3 separate regions of the Mus musculus genome follow, and all the other regions are linked to region 1. Evidence: chromatin contacts called from public Hi-C data. All regions are on one chromosome and are shown on one strand. The core of a region is the stretch at or near the end of the contact, and the rest is flanking DNA. Distances in the headings are between cores, read along the strand shown. Region 1 has its middle 36 kb from the start of Zfp202. Region 2 has its middle 42 kb from the start of Gm39319. Region 3 overlaps Clmp (CXADR-like membrane protein).

Region 1 (4,222 bases), core at 635-3,134:
GTGTGGCAAGATGACGTTTTTGTTTGTTTGTTTGTTCGTTTGTTTGTTTTTGTTTTGAGACAGGGTTTCTCTGTGTAGCCCTGGCTATCCTGGAAGTTACTCTGTAGACCAGGCTGGCCTCGAACTCAGAAATCCGCCTCCCTCTGCCTCCCAAGTTCTGGGATTAAAGGCATGGGCCATGACTGCCCGGCAAGACGTTTTAAAAGCAGGTATCAGAAAGAGGTCTCTTTGAGTAAGTGACAGCTATACAGGGACTTTGAGATCAAAGGACAACCTGAGGAAACGTCTGGGGAAGTGAGTCCTGGAGAGAGAAGAGAAGGTGCCAGGTTGTGAGACAGGAGCATGGAACCGAGTGAGCAGTAGGCAGCTAGCATGACTGGAGGATGGGGAGCAAAGCACAGAAGAACAAGGAAGACACAGGAGATCTTCGTCTTAAATGTGATGGGAAGCCACTGGATAATTGGCAGGGAGGTGACCACCCGAGAGTGGTGTTTAGATGCTCTCCCCAGTCATATCAATTGGAAGGAGGCAGAGGAACCAGTTAGAAGCCTTGTTAAACTTTAAGAGTTAGTCTGCCTTGGACTAGGTGGTAGATAGGCATTCCAACAGTCATAGAATGTGGGGATTGGCAAAAATGCGACCAGTGATGTTTGCTAGAAGACTTGACAGGAGAAAGAGAGAAGTTAGGAGTTGGGCCTGGGCCCCTGCATGTGTACATATGTGCTTTTACCTCTGAGCGCTAGCTACCACCAGCTCAGCCACCACTCTACCAACAGGGTTTGTTTAGTTCTGGGGTATGAAAACTTGACAGACGGGTCGATGGGCTCGCCAATGAACCAAACAATCCCTAGAAATAGTGAACATTGCCATATGCGGGAAAAAAGTGGATTCTGCCTTATATGGTAATTTAGGTTATTAAGTATTTTACCCAGATTACCAGGGGTTATCCAGGTGGTTCCTAAATGCCACCAAGGTCTCCTGAGACAGAGGGAAAGGGAGATGACTCATAGCAAACAAGCTTATACAAGTAGCGGTTAAGGGACAAGTCTAGGGTATCAGGTGTTCCCCAACCTTGAAGGAGCTAGGAATGGATTTTCTTCCAGTTCCCCAGAGTGAGGCTGGGCCAACTCCTGGACTTCAGTGAAACTAGTTTGGAGCACCGAGTCTCCAGAACAATGAGAAAGGAAATTTCAGATGTTTGAAGCCAGCAGATTCCTGAAAGTTGTTGCAGCTGCTGTAATCACTCATCCAACTGCAAGACAAGACTGGACCAGGGCAGGTGTCAAGATAAAAGGAATCAGCACATTAGACAACGGATGGATGGAATAAAAGATTGGCAAGCGGGCTAGGACCATACGTGTTGTAGGGAAGGCCAGGGAGTGTGTTTGCTGGAGAAGGAGAGGCAGATAGGGGGAGATGGATGTCTCTGGGTGGTGGCGCCTGGACCAGATAAGTATCTTGCCCCAGTGCTGAGACAGGCCTGCCAATTCGATCCAAATTGGATTTTTCATGCTTTAATTGGGCTTTGCTGAAACCATGCTTTTCTTTTTCATGTCTAATTTCAAGCCTTGAAACGATCCCTTGGTTTAAATTGGGCGGTTTCCCAATGCTGTTTTCTTTCTGTTCAAACAAGGTTGACTTTGATTGACTGGCAGTTCTCAGCTACCCAATTTGCTCTCCTTTGTGCTGGTTCAACATGGCAAATGTCAGCCCCCGTGGCTGCCTCCCCTGCCCACTCACCTCATCCTTCTCTGTGGTGCTACAGCCTGGGGCTGAGGGCACAGGACGCTTGGTCATCAACCAGTGTCTCCTATGCCACTTATCCTATTCAAACAGCTCCGTTCCTAAAATAACTGTCTTTGAACTTCCTATAATCTCATTGTGGTGTCTGTCTCCTTAAGAAAAAAGGAACCTAACATGGAGAGAGTGCACGTAACTATAATCCCCCCCCACACACCCCTGCCGCAGGCTGCTGCTGAGGCACAACAAAGGATCATGAATTTGAGGCTAGCCTGGGCTACAGATTATGATTCTAATTTTTCACATACTTATATTATTGATGGAGAGTTGACTGTTTTCAGTATTTTGCTAGTATATGTAATTTTCCATGGGTGCATATAATCATTTTATTTCTTCTGACCAGCACTCAGAAGTATCTGTAACATGCTTTTAGCAACAACTATAAAGAACTCTTCAAATGTTGGCTTCAGTTGCCCCTCCCCAGGAGTGGGAGAGAGCCCAGTTGCTCCCCAGACCTACCATCTCTGGGGTTCTGAGCCCTTCTCAGTGGAGTTATTCTGTTGGGGTGCATGGTAGACTCTCACGGACCTGATGGTTTAAAGTTTCCTGCTGATAACGGTGCTCCCGCCTCCCTTGTGCTTTGTACCCATTTGCATGTCCTCATGTGCGACCTGTCTTGTTTGGAGCGTTGCTCCCAGAAGATGTTATATTTTTATGTCATTATTGTACTTTTACATTATCAATATAGCTCTCCAACCTCATAGATAATAAGCTCCTTTATACCCAAGAGCTATGCACTATTCATTAATTTCCTAGTGCATAGCTTATGCTTCCCACTGTACACTTGCTGAATAAAAAGAACAGGTGTTTAGGACTCACTCCATGATGATGAAATGTCGCCACCTTGTGTCCAGAGTGAATGAGCAGGAGGATGCAAAGTCAGTTGGCTTACTTATTCCTTGAGCTCATTTTGTTTTGTTTTGTTTTGTTTTGTTTTGTTTTGTTTTTTGAGACAGGGTTTCTCTGTGTAGTCCTGGCTGTCCTGGAGCTCACTGTGTAGACCAGGCTGGCATCGAACTCAGAAATCCGCCTGCCTCTGCCTCCCAAGTGCTGGGATTAAAGGCGTGCGCCACCACTGCCCAGCCCTTGAGCTCATTCTTAAATTCTCCCTGCCTCTTTCCTTTTCTCTGTCTCTGTCTCTCTCTATTTCTCTCTGTCTCTGTCTCTGTGTGTGTGTGTGTGTATGTGTGTGTTTTGAGACAGGGTCTCACCCTGTAGCCCAGGCTGCCCAAGGATTCACTAGTTAGTTCCTGTCTTGGATTCACAGCAATCCTCCTCCCTTTGTCCTCTGAGTGTTGGAGTAACAGGCAGGAACCCCTATGCCTTGTTTTGAGCTTTCTTTTATACGTGACATAAAAAAAATACATTGCGTATTTCTTCCACATACTTATTTTTTTCTTTAAAATTATATACTTATTTTCATTTTGTTGAAAACACTTGAGGTTTAGGTTTGTGTGACTTTCACTACTTGAGCAGCTGATGACAGTTTAAGATGCTGGGCGGTATATACTCAGGAAAAGCGGTCAATCAGTGGTCATTGTGTTCTAACTGTGTGGCAGGTGCTGAACATACTCTGAGATATATTCAAAAATATTTGACATTCTCAGAGGCTAAAAAAATGGAATATTATAGGAAAAAGGCCTGAAAAAGCCAGTGTTCACCAATTCATTCATCAGTCCGTGATCGAACACACACTGCTGTGCATTTGCCGTGTGCCAGACACTGCAGCATACGGTAAAACCCAAAGGTGTATGCTTTAAACCCTGGCTGCTCCAAGGAAACCTACATTAAAATTAGATTTGTTTGCGCCAAATTCAGGACTTTTTTGTAGTTTTGCCTGACTATAAATCCCTGCAGCCTGAGCTTGCTGTGTGACAGTCTTTCCCTGGGGAGATACAACGTGTGGGCCTACTCATCTCAGAAAGGGAGGGAGTCCACAATGGATTAAAGTAATGATTGTGCCAATGTCCACTTTACTAACAGGAAGATGGGTGGAGGGTTACTCAGAAAACAGCCACTTTACTACAAGGCCCTCCAGACATGAGAACTGTATCCCTGAACAGCTTGACCTACCCAACATCTCTTTCCTTAGTTTGGCTGCTCAGAGTCTCCACCTCCAACGACTGTTGGGAGACCCAGAGTCACCTCTGGTTACAGATAGATGAGGGGGTCCTAGACAAAGGTGGGAGGGGGTGCCAGACTTCACTGATCATCTCAGTTCTTTCTCCCTCCTAAGTCACTCATCAGCCCACCATTAGGATGAAAGGCAACAGTGGATTGATGAGGTCTAGAGACATCATGCGTGCCTTCCTCCATGGATGACTTCTCTGTCCAGGTTATAAGATATAAGGGTGTGGCCTTGATGTCAGTGGTCACAGTTAGGGACAGTTCCCTTCTGACAGAGAACAATGGGAGGTGCCTT
Region 2 (3,816 bases), core at 115-2,614, 400 kb before region 1:
GTCCTCACCCTAGCTGTGAGTAGAGGGACTCTACTCTTCTAACAAGATCTCACATAATTCAAAGGTCATGCTGGCTGCTGGATTGTAAGGAAACAGAGAAGGCAGCACCACAGTCAAGAATGAGGACTTTATTCATTTATTTATTTATCTATTTATTTATTGGATTCCCCTGGAACAGGTGCTATAGACAGCTGTGAGCTGCCATGTAGGTGTTGGAAATTGAACCCAGATCCTCTGGAAGAGCAGCCATTTTTCTTAACTGCTGAGCCATCTCTTCATCTGAGCTCCGGCTGCAGAACCATCTTGTTTGAAGCAGTCTTGCTATGTAGTCTAGGCTGGCTTTGAACTCAGTGATCTTACTGCCGCAACTTCCTCAGTGCCAGCATGTCAGCAATGCACTAAAGAAGATTTTGTGGCAATGCAGGTAACACGGGGAGGGGAACCCTGTTCCTCAGCTTTTCAACAGTGCTGGGGTGCAGCGCGGGCTGAGACGATTTTAGGAAGAGGAAAGATTTGATTTTTGGCATGCACAGCTTCCGTGGTTTCAGTCCATGGTCATCTGACCTTGTTACTTTGGGTTTGTGGTGACAGTAATGTACCACGCACATTGTGGTGGAACACACAGTAGGCGAGTAAGCAGAGAGGGACAGGAAAAGGCTGGTATCCCAACAGCCCCTTCAGAATCACAGGTTACCCATTAGGCCCCATCTCCATCACCCATTCGTGTCACCCCAGAGGCCATTTCAATATGACTGGTATTCTTATAAGACAATCAGGACATAGACACATGGGGAGAATGCTTCGAGAAGACAGGATGCTTAAGGACTGCCAAACAGTGCTGGCTACCACCCAAAGCTAGAGAGACACAGGCAGGGTTTTCCACTACCCAGTTCAGAGTTTGCCCCTTCCAGGATCTTTGGACTGTTGGCTTCTAGAACCATGAGGAATGATGACAACCAGTTTGTGGCACTTTGTTACAAGGGACAGAGAGATGGGGAGAAAAGCCATTGGCGATATGATAGCAGGAAAGGTGACCCAAGTTTAAGCTGCAGCAGCAGGTTAAAGCATCTGAAAAGACAGGGAAAGGCTGCCTTCCACGTGGGCGGGGCATCCTTCATGTGGATCGCTACATTCAAGCTGGAGAAGTAAGTCTGACAGGGCAGCAACAGTAATTTCCAGACTCCGAGGGCAGCCTAGGAACTGACACATCGATTCCTAGGATCTTGGAACCGAGAGGAGTAGTTTTAGCTCACAGTACTTCTGTTTATCTATCCAGTTATCCATTCACATAATAGTATGTAATGTCCTGGGCTGGCTTTGGCTCTTGATCTACAGGTGATTCACTCATCTTCACTGAAGCTTGTCCTGAAGCCTCAGATCTGTAGATATCTCTGACTCACTTAATGAACGCCGGAACTCAGCATCTCTGTACCCAGCTTTGCTCTGCCTCCCAGGCCTGCAGCCTCCCCTGTACCCTTCTCAGTGAAGGATCTCTCTTCTGCTTGCTTGCAAGCAGGGGTCTAAGAGGGCTCTGGAGGCCCCCGAAGGCAGTATCTGGGCCAGCTCCTCAGCCTGCAACTCTGGTTGTGTTTACAGTGGGTCATTACTGGGATGAACAGGTGACCCCATTCTTGCTTTTCCATCCAATGGCAGAACAAGACTTATTTTTCAGTTTGTTTTAAAGAAATTCTCCCTGTACCATAAAAACTCAGTTGTGTGAACAATATGGATTCTGGGAGAATACTTTAGAAATCTGGACAATGTTGTAGGATGTATGCTTGCTTACTTTTAAATTTTGTTTGTACGTGTGTGACAGTATGTCTATGCATATATGAAGATGATGTCTGGTGTATGCACGCATGGATGTGTATGCTCGTGTGTGTGTGTGTGTGTGTGTGTGTGTGTGTGTGTGTAGAAGCCAGAAGAGGGCATCAGGGTGGAGTATCAGCTCAAGACACCCTACGACTAAGTTCTCAGGACAAAGGACATTTATTTGACCTAGAAGGACAGAGGGTAGGGAAGAAGAGACAAAAACAGGAGATAGAGGATGAGGGAGAAGGGAAAAGGGAGCAAGGGGGGGGGGGTTTGGGATATTTGTCTCAAAGGGTCCAAAGGCCAGCCTCTGCACAGAGAGAAGACAGACATGGCCCAGTGGTAAATGGCAGTTTATAAAGGTACAAAGTGAAATCCTGTGTCAGGATGAGGTATTAATTTTAATTGGGCATGCTAATTAGGTGGAGCTTTAATTAGGGGGTTTTGGATTGATAAACTTCAGTACTTTGATAGTTGGACCCTGGTAGTCAGCCACAGGAGGAGGAAGTGGCCAAATAAGGGAATAGATCTTGGCAGGGCTAGCTTTAGGAATGTAATGGAAAGGTTTTTAGCAAGGAAGAGGGAATGGGGGTGGAGGGCGAGAAGGGAAAGGCCTGCCAGAGCCACTTTGCCGCACTCAGACTGGCTAGTGCACCTTTAAGCTGTCCTGTTCTTTCTCTCATCTCTCCTGCATGATAGTTCTTTACTGAACCTGGAGCTAGACCAGCAGCCAGCAAGCCCCACCTGCCCCTGCAGGTGGGGCTGAGCTACAGGTGAGTCTCTGACTGCCCCTGCAGTGCTGAGCTACAGGTGAGAATCTCAGACATGGGCTCTGGGGATTTGCATCCATGTCCCCATGTCTGCCTAGCAAGTGCTCTTGCCAGTCAACCACCTCCTCAGTCCCAAGTGTGCTTTCTCTAAACCAAAAAGCAAGGCAGAAGCAGTGTGTCCCGTGGCACTTGAGAAGATATTGGTTCCTTGTCCCCAGACACATGAACTGAAGATTAACCTTACCTGTGGCATTGCCCTCTCTTCAGGAAGCAGGACAGAAGACCGGGTGGTATATAATAGTGGAAGGCAGCCATTCAGTTCCTTACTTTATGCTTTAAAATAATTATTTTGTTTCCATTCCTCTCCTGTTCCATACCCCCCCCCCTCTTGTTATGGATTGGATAATTGTGCCACTCAGAATTCAAATACTGAAGATATCTAACCCCTAAGGTGACATTACTTGGAGGCTTTGAAAAAGTGATAACTTTACATGAACTCACGGGAAGGGGCTCCGTGACAGATTGCTATTCCCATAGGAAAAGGAAGAGAGACCAGAGTTCCCTCTGCCATCTTGTTCAGGCTGCCGGCTGTCTGGACACTAGGGGAAGAATCTTGCTGAGGATTTAGACCGTCAGCGCTTTGATTCAGTCTCCGGAAAGTCACAGATTGTGGGGAGTGGATGAAATACTGAGGGAAGGCGTCTTGTTGGCATGGACTCCAGTGATATCAAGGACCCAGTGTTCTAGAACCATGGGGATTGGCAAACCTTTCCTTGGTCAGGCTCAGGAAATTGGCAAAGACTTCCTTTGGTTCAAGTGGGGGTTGTTGAGAGTGCAAAAACTAGCAACCACAGCTTCTGTTCCAGGGTGACTGAAACTGAGACAGCCCCCTACAGAGACCTCCCACAAAGGCCAGCTAAGCCATCCTTGCGCTGACAGGGTGACTGGTGGTAGACACCCTCCATCATAGTGAGCACAGCCCACTGGATCTCAGTTTTTCTGCATGTCTGATCTGTGTCCTATTCTCTTTGTCTGGTATACTGGTTATGTCTATTTATCTTTCAGTGTTTTCCCAAGGATTCCCATCCTATCTTTAGTCTCTCACTTGAATTCATGACTGAGAATATATATATATATATACATATATATATAGGATATGCTTTAGACCCAAGCTCCTTATACGCCCCGCTTTGACTTTCCAGCAAGTTGTTTGCTCAGATAATCACTGCACTTG
Region 3 (3,680 bases), core at 295-2,794, 500 kb before region 1:
TGTATGGGTAGGGTGTTTTTCAGAGGGGGAATCAGGAAAGGGGATAACATTGGAAATGTAAATAAAGAAAATATCCAATGGGAAAAAAGATTAACTATAATAGCTCTTGTTTGAAGCACAAAGCATTGTCCCCATAGAAAAGAGATGCTTCTTGACTTATAATAGGGCTATCTTCTGACAAATTATCACATTAAATGAAAAGATCAGAAATTTCTAGTGCCTTCATATTTAACCCATAAAACACCAGAACTTAGAAACATCGTGGGCTGGAGAGAGAACAAGGGTAGTTTGTCCTCACAGTCAGGTGGCTGACTGCGATGGGGGCTCCCTGCAACAGCTCAGAGTCATGAGAAAGGACAGGTCATCTTGTTTTGCAGCCCTGGGGAAAGAACAGGACCAAAGTAGGATGTCAACTGAGTGCATGTTACTTTTGCTCCATCGTCAGGTCAACACACAAACAAACAAACAAAGAAACAACCCTAAATCGATCCATTGTACACCTTAGCTATTCTACCAAGGAGTGGGAAGAGACAAGAGGGCACGTGCCTACAACCTCAGCTTTTAGGAGGTGAGGCAGGAGGATGAGGAGTTTAAGGTGATTGTTGTCTACATAGTGGGTTTGAGGCCAATGTGAGTGAGCTATCTGATACTCTTTGGGGGAAAAATACAGAAGAAAGAAGAACAAGTCTTTTGGCTATAGCTCAGTTTTAAAATGCTTGCCTAGCATTCATGAAGCCCTGAGTTCGAGTCTCTGTACCACCACACACACACACACACACACACACACACACACAAAGTGCAAAACCGAGGCAGTGAGATATCTCAGCAGGTATAAGTCTGGAGTCCCGAGTTCAATCCCTGGAACCCACATAAAGGTGGAGAGAGAGAGAGAACCAGCCCCATAGAATTGTCCTCTGACCTGCATGCTGTGTCATGGCACAGGGGTACCTACACACACACACACACACACACACACACACACTCACACACACACACACACACACACACTCACACATGCACACACACACACATACACGCTCATACAAGAAACAAACAAACAACACATCTTTAAAAAGAATCAGAATTGAATCCAAATGCTGGGCAGAGCTTCTGTTCACACAAATAGCCAGCTAGGATTTCCAAGTCTCCAGGTCAGTTCTTCACCCAGGCCCACATCCTGGGTGCAGAGCAACCCAGGACTCACAAGACAGCGTTTACTTTGGGAACCAACAAAGGAAAGCTATTTGAGGTAGTGCATGGGCTAGCCACGTAGAGATGGCTAGTTCTTATGTAACAGTTTCCCCAACATTTCCTAAGGCTGACTCCTGAGGTCATATGTAATCACTAAAGGAATCAGGGAAAGACGAGACATTTCCACTGACTTCCTTGGAGGACGGACAGGATGTTAACACTAGAAATCCAGCTGAAAGGTAGAACAGGGTCAGGTCTGTGTGGTGGCAAGCATTTCCCTTGACTGAGCCCGGGGTCAGAACCCTCTAAGGCCTTCTTTTGCTTCTTCTCAACCCTGGGTGCTATGCTGACCCACTTATGTCAGCAGGAAACTTCCTGAGTCACTTTAATGACACATCCCACTCTTGATCTATCTGGCTTACCACCATGCTCTACTTTTTTTTTTTTTTTTTGGTTTTTTGAGACAGGGTTTCTCTGTATAGCCCTGGCTGTCCTGGAACTCACTTTGTAGACCAGGCTGGCTTCGAACTCAGAGATCCACCTGCCTCTGCCTCCCGAGTGCTGGGATTAAAGGCGTGCACCATCACCGCCCGGCTCATGCTCTACTTTTATTAGGTCTGTTTTAGAAAAAAAAAAATTGCCCCATTCTTAATGTTTCTATCCTCCGATTTCCCCTCCCTGCTCCATGGCTGCAAATCTATTCTTTTTATATTTAAAGTTCATTTCCATCTCTCTCTCCTCCTACAAATCCCATTGTAGTGACCACGGATAGGGCCCGAAAAGATAACACTTTGGCACATTGAATATTTTAAGCTGAAAGGGTGGGAGGAAAAAGCAGAGGGATCCTGTGATCTTCTCCTGTAGCACGCAGATTCTGGGAGAGATGTCCTTCCTATACCCAGAGAGAAAAGGGCTGAGGGACACGGAGCGGTGAACAGCCTCACACAGCCTGGCCTTCCAGTTCGTTCCCCTCGCCCCACAACTTTCCACTATAAAAACACTCAGGTTGAATCATTTCTTTGAGCCTTCATTTCCTTGCCAATGTTCTGATGTCAGAGAAGACATTAAATTTAGATGCTTTTCTCTTGATCATCTGTCTTTTGTTATAGGGACCTGGCTAAGAACATGGAGGGGTAAAAGGAAAGTTATTATTATTTTTAAAAATTTTTTATACTTCCTTTAGAAAGACTTCTCCTTTCCACCTCCAGCAAGTATTATGAATAGTTTTTTTTTTCTTTTGCAATAACATACTGAGGGGATTAGGTCATTCTTGGTACACAGGCCAAGAGGAGCCAATGGGGGTTTAAAGCAGGGGGGCTTTAAGTCTGAGTCTGTAAAGCTAGCATATGAGCTGTTAGCACTGTGACAGATGCCACACAGGGAGGGAGGGAGGGAGGGTTTGGTGTCGTGGAGACCAGCTGCAGTGTATCTGAGGGTCACATTAAACAACGAGCTGTTTTTGATCCTCTGAAATTTTCTGTTTCTGAATTATCTCAATAACAATAAAATACCTGGGGAGATGATCAAACATCTTTGCGTTGTTTATATAGATATTCTAAAAAATAAGTTATGTCTAGGGAAGGGAAGAGTGAGTAAGATTCAAGGTTAGTTCCCAGCACCTACCTTGGGTAGCTCACAATCACTTGTAACTACATCTTCAGGGCCCCAATGGCCTCTCTTGGTCTTTGTGGGTGTCTGTACTCCTATGCGTATGTGCGCGCAAACACACACACACACACACACACACACACACACTCACACACACACACTCACACACACACACACACACACAATTAAAAAATAAAATGAACTTTAAAAAAAAATTAAGTTATGCCTGTAAAAACCGCCAACTCTGTTTTATAAAGCCTGTTTACTATAGATGTTGTGGTCAAGGCTAAAGACCTGCAATGAATGTCCCAGAGAGCTCAGAACCCTGGCTCCTCCTTTAAACATGGATTCCCCTTTCCTTAGCCCCTCCCTTCATAGCAGCCCAAATCCTGAACAGGCTTTCCCTGACACCCGGGCTTTCTTACTTTCTGACTTCCACTCCTAGTTTCCCCGCTATTCCCCTGTTCCCTTTCAGCTTACTTGCCATGTTGTTTTTCTGTCAAACTTTAATAATAAAATTGTTCTAGAGCTTCCTTCTGAGTCCGTTTTAAAATTCTTTTATTAATGAGACTAAGAACGCAAAGGGAGATCGCCGTTTCCCTGGCAACAGATATTTCAGGAATGCAGACCAGGTATGGGGTTGTGGAAGAAGTCTGCAGTAAATTTCTACCTCCAGTGTAACATTTCATGGCTGCAGCCCAGGATACCGCGTTCAAGAAATACCGAGTGCAACGTGAAACCCAAAGGGTTCTTTTAGTAACTTACAGTAAAAAGAACTGGGCTTACGGGCTGGAGAACGTCTTTTGGCTCCCAGCGTGACAGGCTGCTAAATTAGACTGTCAGGGTTTGTCCTCCTTCCAAACCAAGTAAGTCAACCGTCT

Evidence for each region. Hi-C and Micro-C count contacts between places; a contact is called where the count stands out from the background.
Region 2: a contact with region 1 is called in a Hi-C map of the N1E-115 cell line, with 8 times the contacts expected there. The contact joins two enhancer-like sites. A contact is called at or near these places in 9 of 484 Hi-C or Micro-C datasets (the N1E-115 cell line, adipose-derived mesenchymal stem cells, cerebellar granule neurons and 5 more) and 4 of 115 datasets of contacts at active chromatin or transcription factors (bone marrow-derived dendritic cells and embryonic stem cells).
Region 3: a Hi-C map of the BV-2 cell line shows a contact between it and region 1, with 2.2 times the contacts expected there. The contact joins two enhancer-like sites. A contact is called at or near these places in 4 of 484 Hi-C or Micro-C datasets (the BV-2 cell line, the Ba/F3 cell line, the HL-1 cell line and 1 more).

The regions. Positions count from the first base shown.
Region 1 is chr9:40,226,698-40,230,919 of GRCm38.p6, reverse strand. No RefSeq gene overlaps it. Among named protein-coding and RNA genes, the nearest start is that of Zfp202, 36 kb to the right of the region's middle. Within about 2 kb of position 1,884, at least 11 of the 459 cell types and tissues checked have an H3K27ac peak or open chromatin away from gene starts, as enhancers often do. A contact at or near this core is called in the BV-2 cell line and the N1E-115 cell line, where this site is marked.
Region 2 is chr9:40,622,594-40,626,409 of GRCm38.p6, reverse strand. No RefSeq gene overlaps it. Among named protein-coding and RNA genes, the nearest start is that of Gm39319, 42 kb to the left of the region's middle. Within about 2 kb of position 1,364, at least 6 of the 459 cell types and tissues checked have an H3K27ac peak or open chromatin away from gene starts, as enhancers often do. A contact at or near this core is called in the N1E-115 cell line, where this site is marked.
Region 3 is chr9:40,731,330-40,735,009 of GRCm38.p6, reverse strand. All of the region lies in intron 1 of Clmp (CXADR-like membrane protein), which reads right to left. Among named protein-coding and RNA genes, the nearest start is that of Clmp, 47 kb to the right of the region's middle. RefSeq lists an enhancer at 2,603-3,680. Within about 2 kb of position 1,544, at least 45 of the 459 cell types and tissues checked have an H3K27ac peak or open chromatin away from gene starts, as enhancers often do. A contact at or near this core is called in the BV-2 cell line, where this site is marked.